3 separate regions of the Sus scrofa genome follow, and all the other regions are linked to region 1. A link is a contact called in public HiChIP or PLAC-seq data. All regions are on one chromosome and are shown on one strand. Each heading gives the region's core, a stretch centred on a gene start, on an enhancer-like site or on the middle of the called end of the contact. The rest is flanking DNA. Distances are from core to core; before and after follow the strand shown.

The links. HiChIP or PLAC-seq counts read pairs in DNA pulled down with a chosen protein or histone mark.
Region 2: a contact with region 1 is called in an H3K27ac HiChIP or PLAC-seq map of alveolar macrophages. The contact joins two enhancer-like sites. A contact is called at or near these places in 1 of 47 Hi-C or Micro-C datasets (embryonic fibroblasts) and 1 of 2 datasets of contacts at active chromatin or transcription factors (alveolar macrophages).
Region 3: a contact with region 1 is called in an H3K27ac HiChIP or PLAC-seq map of alveolar macrophages. The contact joins two enhancer-like sites. A contact is called at or near these places in 4 of 47 Hi-C or Micro-C datasets (adipocytes, mesenteric adipose tissue, omental adipose tissue and 1 more) and 1 of 2 datasets of contacts at active chromatin or transcription factors (alveolar macrophages).

Annotation. Positions count from the first base shown.
Region 1 is chr1:246,202,151-246,205,929 of Sscrofa11.1, forward strand. ABCA1 (ATP-binding cassette, sub-family A (ABC1), member 1) reads right to left here. Exons shown (of 51, transcript NM_001317080.1): 9 at 1-19. Among named protein-coding and RNA genes, the nearest start is that of ABCA1, 74 kb to the right of the region's middle. Within about 2 kb of position 2,366, at least 12 of the 83 cell types and tissues checked have an H3K27ac peak or open chromatin away from gene starts, as enhancers often do. A contact at or near this core is called in alveolar macrophages, where this site is marked.
Region 2 is chr1:246,345,291-246,348,753 of Sscrofa11.1, forward strand. It overlaps LOC110256014 (a long non-coding RNA gene), which reads left to right. Exons shown (of 3, transcript XR_002337123.1): 3 at 1,611-2,172. Among named protein-coding and RNA genes, the nearest start is that of ABCA1, 69 kb to the left of the region's middle. Within about 2 kb of position 2,106, at least 71 of the 83 cell types and tissues checked have an H3K27ac peak or open chromatin away from gene starts, as enhancers often do. A contact at or near this core is called in alveolar macrophages, where this site is marked.
Region 3 is chr1:246,456,086-246,459,514 of Sscrofa11.1, forward strand. No RefSeq gene overlaps it. Among named protein-coding and RNA genes, the nearest start is that of SLC44A1, 91 kb to the right of the region's middle. Within about 2 kb of position 1,951, at least 13 of the 83 cell types and tissues checked have an H3K27ac peak or open chromatin away from gene starts, as enhancers often do. A contact at or near this core is called in alveolar macrophages, where this site is marked.

The DNA.
Region 1 (3,779 bases), core at 1,116-3,615:
AGCTCTTCATGCTGAATAGCTGGTGGAGGGATGGGGTGGAAAAGGAGAGGAAAGAAGGGGAAAGGAGGGAGGAGAAAGAAGAGAGAGAAACAGGTTACTTTTTGACCTCTCCAAAACGTCATCCCAGAACGTATCTTGTCTGATGTTGCTTCCCAGAAGCCTTGTGATGGGACTGCCAGAGCCTTACTGCTCCCTCTGTGGTCTAGGGACCAGTGTCATCAGCGTCATCTGAGAGGCCGAGATGCAGGTTCTGGTCTAACTCTCCACAATGCAAATGTGCATTTTCATGAGATGCCCAGGTGATTCCCATACATATTAAAGACCGAAAAGCACAGCTTAGAAGTGAGCGAAGGCCCTAGTGAGGAGCTTTGTTTCATCCGGATTATCATGAAGAAGGGGATGCTTTCTTGGAACAGCTATGTGTTCATCTGCGCACGTCAGGAACCACTCACATCTTCAGTCACCGACTCATTTCTAAAACACCTCAAATTTCATCGTGGAAATTGAGGAGCCCTCTGGCCCTGGCAGAAAAGGCACTGTGTGTGTAGTCTGCAATCTCAGCCGAGTATTAGGCAATGGAAAGAGCTCATGGTGGGAAACGAAGTTTGAATCCCAGCTATTCTCTCATTAGCTCACAGCCTTAGGAAAGTCACTTCTCTAAGGGCCCAACTTCCCATCGAGATGATGAAGCTAAAGCAGAGTGTGATGAGGAAAAAAATCAAATGCTATCTGATATCCGAGAGTGGGCCCTACACAAAACAGCCCCTGCCCCGTCAAGCCAGACACTCAGGCAGCAGGAACTGCGTCTGGGACTCACACGTGACCAGCGTTTTGTCTCACACACAAATGTATTCCAGCACCGTGTGGACTTCTTGGCCCAGTAGCTCTTATAATTAAATATTTATAGTGTACTTTGTATTTCCACGCATTTCACAATAAATCATTAATAAATCCCTACATTCCTTGAAATGTCACTGCGTGTTCTCATTGCCTGGAAGGCTGAGGCTCGGGGAGAAGAGAGGAGGGGCCGAGGGACCTGCACTTGACCTGGAGGCAGCCTAGGTTCTGACCCCATGTGCCCAGTTTTCCATCGCACAGGGCCTGCTGGCTTCTACAAGTGACAGGGTCCAAGACCCACAGACCCTGCCTCTGCCTTCTGCCTCTGGAGGGGAACCAGGAGCTCCAGGGTGGTCAGAGGTCACAAAGATTCCTCCCTCCCAGAGTGGGGGCATCTAACACTGAGAGAACATGATTAGGAGGCCAGCTCTTCCTGACTTTAGCTTTTCATCACTTGTCAGAGAGGGGAGAGGCAGCCAGAATACATTTCCTTTTGTTGGTAGGTGAACAGCCCTGGAGATCTTTAAACAGTAGTAAAAGCACTCACTTCTCTTCCCACAGGCTGCCTTGCCACCACCATCCTGCCATCGCCAACCAAAAGGACAAGTGTCTTCCTACATAAAGCCAGCACATCTTTGGATAGAGGCTACATAAATGACAAAGTTATTTCAAACTCTTGGCTCTTTGTCCCAGAATCTATCTTAAAGGCAACCCCCTACTCACTCTTCTAAACCTCAGCTCACACACTATACCTCCTCTGCCAGGTGCTCCCATTCATGGGGAAGCAGGGCTGTTCGGCCTCCAGCCTATGGAGGGTGGGTGTTTGATCAGCGTCTGTGGCGTGAGTGAGGGCTGTCTTACTTTCTCTTCTACTGCAATGGCCCCCTCCTGGCCTCGTCTCCTGTTTCATCTCAGTGTAACAACCGGAATATAAGCAGCTTCATCCTCCAGGTCACACCATATGCCCAAGCTCCAAGCCCTCCTCAGATCTCCCTCAGTGTAAATCCAGCCTCACCAGGCCCGCATGGCATTCACCTCCTGCTTCAACCTCATCTCTCACCCCCTTTCGTGTGCTCTCTTTGTTCTGGCCATGCCGGCCTCCTCCCCGGTCTTTAAACACATTCCTGGGTCATCATGCCCCAACATCAGTATCTTGGAATCTATGGTGTCTTCTGTGTGGAGTGCAGGCCCCACTGTCATTTTCTCCAGGTGCAGATGCTATCTGACCAGACAGTCAGGAATTACCCCCTTTAAAAAACCACCTCATGGCCCTCCATCCCCTCTACCCAGCTCTATTCTTCCTCATTGCTGGCATCCCTCCTGTCACATTATACACTGACCAGTTTACTTCTGTCTCCTACCCCAGGTCAGCCCCATGAGAACAGGGAAGTTAGGGTGCTCCGTTCTGAGTCCCCAACCCCTAGCTGTGCCAGGTACCTGGTGGGTGCTGGACAGAGAGCTGAGACACTGCTCCCTGCCCTGCCTCCCCAGCCCCACCTTCCTGTCACTCAGATGTGCAGCTCATGTCCACTTTGACTCCTCTGGTTCAAGAAGTCCCCATCCCTACCCTATGGCCAGGCCCTGTTAACCCATCTTTTCTTTCTTTGAAGTATTTCCTTCCTATTCTAGTCCAGTTACCATCAGGGTTCAGACCAAAAGTGGGAAAAGCAGCAAGAACATGGGCTTTGGAGTCCAACAGTCCTGGATCAAATCCCAGTTCTCCCAATTAATTTACTAGCTGACCGTAGGCAAGTTGTCCAGCATTTCTGAACCTCAGTGTCTTCTGAAATATGGACACAGTCAGACTGACTCACATTTGTCATGTGGATTTCACAGGGAAACTGGTGAAACTGCAAGAACCAGGGGAAGCTTACTTCCCTTTTCCTTTCAAAGGTTGTGCTTTGGTCAAAACAACCAACTCTCTTCCAAACATTGAACAGATCAACGAGTACATTTATTTATCTTCTCCCATATGTCCCAGAGAAATGGCAAGTTAGACAATGAGACCCTCATGATGGAAAGTGACTTGAAGGTGTTCCACTGAGAGAAGCAGGTGGCCCTTTCTGCCCAGGACCAGGGAGCAAGCAAAGCACAGGAAGCAGCTGCCAAGAAAAATGTATATTGCTCAGTTGGAGAATTTCCACCACATGAGCAGTAGACACATCACCCGTTTTTGATTACGAATTACTTTTTTTTCCCAGAATAAAGGCAGGCTAGTGATGTAAGAAGAAAAAGCTGTAAGCAGACCCTGAGCTCAGAGGCAGCCGCCCACATCAAAGTACCTGCTTCGCTTTCTCCAAGGCTGGCAGGGACCTGTGAGAGTGGCACAGGGTGTGCCAGTGTCAGCTAACAGGACCCCAGAGAAGTGGCCATGGGCTTGCAGGGCAGTTTCTGTTTCTCATTCTGCCTCCAGGAAGAAGCCCAGGAGACCCAGCTTCTCCACCTACAGAGAGGTCACCAGCATTCAGAATGGGACTAACAGCAGCCTGGAAGAGGGCTTCTCCTGAAAGGGACCCCAAAGCCAGGCCTCTTCGGTCAGACACACATGAGCAGAAATGGAAAACAGAGCAGAACCGAAAGCAATACACTGACGTGTCGACAGTGCTGATTCTTGGTGTTTTCTGTATTTTCCACATGTTTTGCATTTCCCATAGTGGACATGCAATACTTTATTCTTAGAAAATATAAAGGGAGTTTTGATATTTGAGAATGATACAAACGCCAAAAACTGAGCTAGAGAATCAACTCATAATAAGGTTGGACCAAGTCTGAGAAAATTTCCCCACAAATTATTCCTACCCAGTGTCCTATACGTTTAGGGCCTGACCACCGCCCCAAGCTTAACTCCTTACACAGTGGGTTCCACATGGTTCTTCCTTTCCAAGTCTAACCTGAAACAAAACTGGGTGTCAGAAAGATGAGCACACGCTGCCTGGGAGGCA
Region 2 (3,463 bases), core at 856-3,355, 140 kb after region 1:
TACCACACAGGTGTTTTGTTGTTGTTGTTTTTATCTTGGCTGCCCCTGCAGCATATGTTAAGTTCCCAGGCCAGTGTTCAAATCCCAGAGGGAGATGCAACCTACGTCCACCACAGCTACAGCAATACTAGATCCTTAACCCACTGGGCCGGGCCAGGGATCAAACCAGCATCTCCATAGAGACAAGCCACATCATTAACCCACTGCACCACAGCAGAAACTCCAATACCACACTGCTTCTTATACTGTATTTGGCCTTAGGAATGTGAAGTGTCCCAGGATGGTAGGAGAGGTCAGAGGTGCCAAATGCAACTCCTCCACAGGCCCTTCATCTTGGACAGCCCCTAGCTCCTGGCTGCCCTGTTACAGTAAGTGTCCACATCTTCATAGATGCTGCCCAGATCTGAGCTCCGCCTTCCAGCTGGGCTCTGATCATCACACAAGAGAACAGACCCCTCCATTCTTTTACCATGGATTTCTAGTCATGCAACCTGATGTCCCTGTGACTCCTTGAACCCACAGTCATTGCTGATTCATTCTGAGATTTTAACCAACATAAACCCCTAGAACAAAGGTCCTCCTGTGGAGTCAGTCCCAGGGTGAATTCTTGCTTCACCACTCCTCTCTTTTTTAGGCCCAGTTTCTTTAGCTGCTAGCAAAGAGACAGTAATATTATTTACCCTAAAAGGCTATTAAAAGAATTAAATGAATTCATGCATGCAAGATGCTAACACAGTAAATGGAACATAAATATCAGCTGTAACAATAGTAATAATAATAAATGTCTATACTCTCCCTCACATCCAGACAAATCTGGTCTTTCCATTTCTCCACACCCCACCTCCATGAGTGCCAAGTAAATACACACACACACACACACACACACACACACCCATTATTGGAAGGCACTCTCATAAAGAGAAGGCCTGGCCTTAGAAACCCTAGATTTCATTTTTATCACATGCTACTTGTGTGACCTTGGGCCAGATATTCAATCTCTTTTGGTTCAGTTTCTTCCTCAGAAAAATGGAAACAATTGTTTTGTACTCAACTCATTGTATCATTATAAGCATTACATAACATAGAAATATAAAGAAGCTCCATATTTATTAGCACCTCATTTCCATCCTCCTTATAAAGTATGTTAGTAATTTTTTTAACTAAGTGCAGGATTTTATACTAATCTGTTAAAATGTATGGACTCATTTAGGATTTATCAGATTAACATTTTTCTAAATGGTTTCTCTATGTTCAGCCTTCACATTTTTTCTCATGTGATATATTTATCTGCTCACGAGTTTTAAAAATCTATTCATGTTAAAATGAAAGCATAAGACCCCTATCCTTGCTAGTCAAAAATTTTCCTCTATTCCTTAAGAGAATAAACTGGCTGTACTACACACTGTGTTGGGGCAATGGCATAGTCAAAGAAATATAATTCGGAGTGGGTGCCCTCATGTCTATTAGGACAGTGGGGAAATGACCTATATACTTAACCTTAAATGCAATGTCTTGAGACAGTTATGCAATCTTTCAGAGAAACCTAAAAAACCTCAAATTGTCCAATCATGGAACAAACTTGTAACTCTGATGGTAATTCTCTTTAACAGCATTCCCTGCTGGCCATGCTGAGATGGAGGCGACATGACATTATAGAATTGAAAATCTCACGTTTAAAGGCCTGAAGGATCATCCAGACTAACCCCTACATCTTACAGATGAGGATATTGATCCTGGAGAGGGAAAGGGACTTATTCTAAATCACTGGGGTCGGTGGTACAGCCTGGAAGAACCCAAATCGGCCTTCTTTCGTGTAGGGTCGTTACTAGATTGCAGGAACCAGAGGAAGGAAGAGAGGGGAACAGCACACAGAAGGAGAGGGTTGTCTGCACACAAGTGGTTTTTCTCCCCCATTCTAGATCGTGTTCCCGGCCCCTAATTCGGTCAGATGTCAGAGAGGGAGGACCCCTAAAGGAGAGGAGATAACAAGGACCCCCGATAACAAGGGGTTTTGTGGTTGGGAACTGAAAACCTCGCCTGACAATTAGAAGCGTCTCTGCGACTGTGGTTTCTGAGAACGAGGAAACCTTCCCTCCCCCAGAGCCGCGCACGCCCCGCCCGGTGCCCTATAGTAACCCCGAGGAGGCCTCCGCTATCTTCAACGTAGCCAATGCGAAGTGAAAAAAAAAAAAAAAAAAAAAAAAAAAAACCCAGAATGTGCTTCTTTTCACGTCAAACCTGTCTTTAAGTCCGGGACCCTCCCTGGCATGAACAGGAACATTAACTTTGTGCCCATGGGGCTTTTCTGCGGGCGCGTGACCCATTCGGAAACCCGGGGCTCCTTTCCTAAGAGCCTTTCGGGTAAAAGGATATGCGGAGAGGGCAGAGCTGAATCCCGGCCAGTTGTGGAAAAAGGCGGAATGTGAAGACAACAGAGGGGCAGGGGGAAGACAAGCAAGGCGAAGTCTGAGGCGGAGGGATGAGCGGGGGTGACGGCTCAGGGGGCCTGGATCGCCCCACCGTCCTGAGACTGTGCCCAGCCCCGACAGACCCAGAAATTAGGGCACATCTGCGAAGCCCACACCCTTCATTTTAGAGGGGAACCAAAACCACCAAAAAATAAACGCTCTGGCCGCCCGGGAGCGGCGCGGAGCGAACTGCGCGCAAGCGCTCTGGGCTCCGAGTCTACCCTCGAGTTACCCCGCGCAGCTAGCCGGCAGAACTAGGTGAAAGGTAACTAGCAGGCGCCGCTCCGAGCGGTGGCTCAGGCACGCATGCGCGTGCGGGCGGGCAGGCAGGCTCGGGCCTTGACGGGTGGTTTTGTTCTTTGCAAGTTTCTCCAAGTCTGCACTTCGTGGAGCCTCGGGTGTGGCCGGAGGCGGGGCAGAAGGCCTCTAGGCTGGGGGCATCGAGCGGTCTGGGAAAACGCTGTCACATAGTCGTCAAGCAGGAATGAGGTCCCTGAGTGGTGCGGGGAGGGAACCACCGACTGAGTGCTGTTTTTATGCCTGACACGGTGCTGAGGGTGCCACTGCGTTCTTTTAAATCATGCTTTCCAACAGACAAGGTGTCCTTCTATGTAAAAAAGAGGAAACTTGAGGTGCAGCGAGTTTATGTAATTTGCCCAAGATCACCCAATCAGTAAAGGGCAGTTACCAGTTTCCACAAATGATTCCCTGATTTGAGGTGGGTTTTTTGGCCCTAGTGCTAATAACTGACAGGCTAGGGCATTTTACAAGGCCCCACTCATAGGCCTGCTTCCATCCTTATCTGAAACCTATAAAACTGTTACTGTTTCCCTTTTGCAGATGGGGAAACTGAGACTGAGGAAAGTTGTTCTGTGATCACACAGACCAGCAGAGCTATTTTGTGCCCCATTTTAAAGAAATAAAAAGCTCAAAGCCCAAGGTTAGGTTCCCCCATCCCCTGACCCACAGACCTAATGTGAGAGCTTCAAGGTCTA
Region 3 (3,429 bases), core at 701-3,200, 250 kb after region 1:
CCTCACACCAATCAGAATGTCCATCATTAAAATGCCTACAAATGATACATGCTGGCAAGGGTGTAAAGAAAAAGAAACCTTCCTACACTGTTGGTGGGAATGTAAATTGGTGTGGCCACTATGGAGAACAGTATGGAAGGTCTTTAAAAAATTTAAGAGTTACCATATGATCCAGCAACCCCACTTCTGGGCATACATCCAGAGAAAACTCTAATTCAAAAAGATACATGCACCTAAGTGTTCACAGCAGCACTATTTACAATATCCAAGACATGCAAGTAACCTAAGTGTCCATCAACAGATGAATGGATAATGAAGATGTGGTATATATATACACATATAACTACTGGAATATTATTCAGCCATTAAAAAGGACAAAATTTTGCCATTTACAGCAATAAGATGGGTTTGGAGGGCATAATGCTAAGTGAAATAAGTCATACAGAGAAGATAAATATCATACGGTATCACTTACATGTGTAATCTAAAATATGATACAAATGATCTTATTTACAAAACAGAAACAGCATCACAGACATAGAAAACTTATGGTTATCAAAGGGGAAAGTGGGGGAGTATAAATTAGGAGTTTGGAATTAGCAGATATAAATTGCCATATATAAAATAAACAACAAGGTCCTGTATATTCCAGGGAACTACAGTCAATCTCTTATAATAAACCATAATGTAAAGGAGTATAAAAGAATGTATATATACATATATATATGTGTGTGTATGTATATGTATAGTTGAATCACTTTGCTGTACAACCAGAAACTAACACAACACTGTAAATTAACTATACTCCAATTTTTTTAAATTTAGTATTTAGCCCTCTACCCCAAAAAAAACACTTTGCCAACTTTTGCCTTACTCTTTTACAGCTCCCCTAAAAGGCCAAGGTTTGAGTCAGGACTTGGCCTGAGGAAAGAAACACAAGTAGAGGAGGTGTTGCTGACACTTATAAAGAATGAGTCCAGATATCTCCTGGGCTACAGCTCAGTGTTAGCTGATTAGAAATGGGTAGATATTTGTAAATATTGGGCTAGGTGGACCAGAGGATGAGACTGAGGCACACAAGTCGAGTGCAAGGAAAAGGATGGTTGGGGATTTGCCCAAGAATTCAAGAGGGAACAAAGTCAAACCACCTTTACTGGGTTGAGCTGTGAAGGTAGAGAACAGTAACAATGGCTAACATTTCTAGAACACCTGCTGTGTACCACATGCTTTTCCAAGCACACTTCTCATAGTAGTAGTATTATTATTCCTACTTGACAGATGAAGAAACTGAGGCAGAGAAGCAAAGTCACCTGCCAACAGCTGCACAGCTTCTAAGTAATAAAGCCAAGATTTTAAACAAGATAGTTTGATTTTAGGATCCATATTCTTAACCACTACACTACACTCTCTCTCAGACACATTGATGGAAGAAGGAAGGAAAGCAGGTAGAAAATAAGAATAGGAAAGATTGTGGTGATAAGCCACATCTTGAACCCAAAGGACAAGCAGAGAAAGGCAGGTCCAGGCCATAGTCAAAGGCAACAGTGAGCATTTTCCCAATCATTTTATAGTTACAGCTTGGGTTAATGGATGCAGACTATTGCCTTTGGAATGGATTAGCAATGAGATCCTGCTGTGTAGCACTGGGAACTCTATCTAGTCACTTATGATGGAACATGTAATGTGAGAGAAAAGAATGTATACATGTATGTGTAACTGGGTCACCATGCTGTACAGTCGAATAAATAAATAAAAGGTATAGTTACAGCTAAGCCTTCTCTATGCCAAATGCTGAGCATACAGAGATGAGTGCGACTTAGGCTACGGGGGAACACAATCATAAGTTAACAGGCAATGTTAATACAGACTGGATTAAGTCCTATATAGCACTGGAGGGGCCTAGCAAAGAAAGATGCCCCACCAGTATATTTGGAAGCTGTACCACTAAGCTTAGTAGAGCCAGGTGGTTGTGGAGCTTGGGCTGCCCAGGGTCACCTAGATGAACCATCTCCACCTCCAGAATAGGTCACAAAAAAAGACTGGGTTCAAAGGACCACTGGAGAGCCTAATGAGCACCCATGTACCAGAAGAGAGAAGCAAAGGCATAAAACCAGAAGAAAAGTGATGGGTCAAAAGCCCAGCAGCTACTATCAGAAACAGGGGTGTGGTGGTAGGTAGGCAGCTGGGGAGCCCAGATCAACTAGCAGAAGCCAGAATGGAGCAAGCAGAGATGCAACAAGGGGATTTGAGCTTGTCTGGGTCCTCATGCCATGTCATCTTCCCTACCTCACAGCTTTATCCCTCATTTTATTTCCTAACAGCTGACTCTCCACCGGCATTATGAACTGGGAACTTACTGACTCTGGTGCCCTCTAGTGCTAGGGAAAATCTGGCCAGAGTTAAGCATTTTATACTAATACTCCTATACTCCATCCTGCCATCCAGCTGACCTTCCCAGGATGAGCTAATAGCCTTCCGCTAAAAGGAAGTATCCGGCTCCTTCTCTTACATTTCTCCTCAGAAACATTCCATCCAGAGCTTAAGGCTGCCAGTGACCTGGCAGTGTTGGTGACTTCACATTCTCCCTCTGGGAAGTGAAGTGACTTAGCAGTCATAAAGAGCAAGATAACAGTGCAAATCGTCAGCGGTCTTGGCAGAGCAGAGAAATGTCAGAGCTGTTGGGTGTCTGAAGGGAGCCGCAGGTCCTGGGGTTAATGTAACAGAAAAAAAATGACAGCATACAGAGTTGAAGGCTAGTCCAACAATTATCAAGTCCTCAGGGAGCAAGTCTCTTGTTGACTCTGTTCTAACAATAGGAAGGGTGGTGTGCTACACCATCATTCTTCCTTCCTGATTTACAGCATACTGACCGACATGCCTGTTCTGGGCATTACCGTGTGCACAGTTGCCGATGTTCTATTATATTGGACATCCGTGGTATTGTTTGCCCAGAACCCCCTCCTCATGGGAACTACTCACCCCACCCATATCCATATGGCAAATATCTATGTGGTCTTATCTTCCCCCACACATTTGTCTAGAGGTGAGCATTTGACCGTAGGTGAGCTAGCAGAGCCTGTCTTTAGGAGTCTCCCAACCTGAATATGAGAATCTCTCTTTGGTGGTAGAAGTTGAAAAATATGAAAACCTTCAGTAGCTACATTTAAAACCATGTGGAAGAATGCTGCCTGCAGGAAAGAAGGTCAAAATTTAGAAAGAAGTGGAGATTAAGAAGATAAAAAATTTCTTGGCAGCCTCCAAGTCTAAGGACCCAGTTGTTCCTGAGGCCAGGTTACAGCCATGCTTCCTGCAGTTGGTTATGAGATTCCATGAGGAAGTAAATTTACAGGGTTTTAGCCTAAGTTACTTCCAGCTTGAGCTTCTTCTAATTGATTACAACAGTCTAAATCAACCAGGACTTGTGGTAGC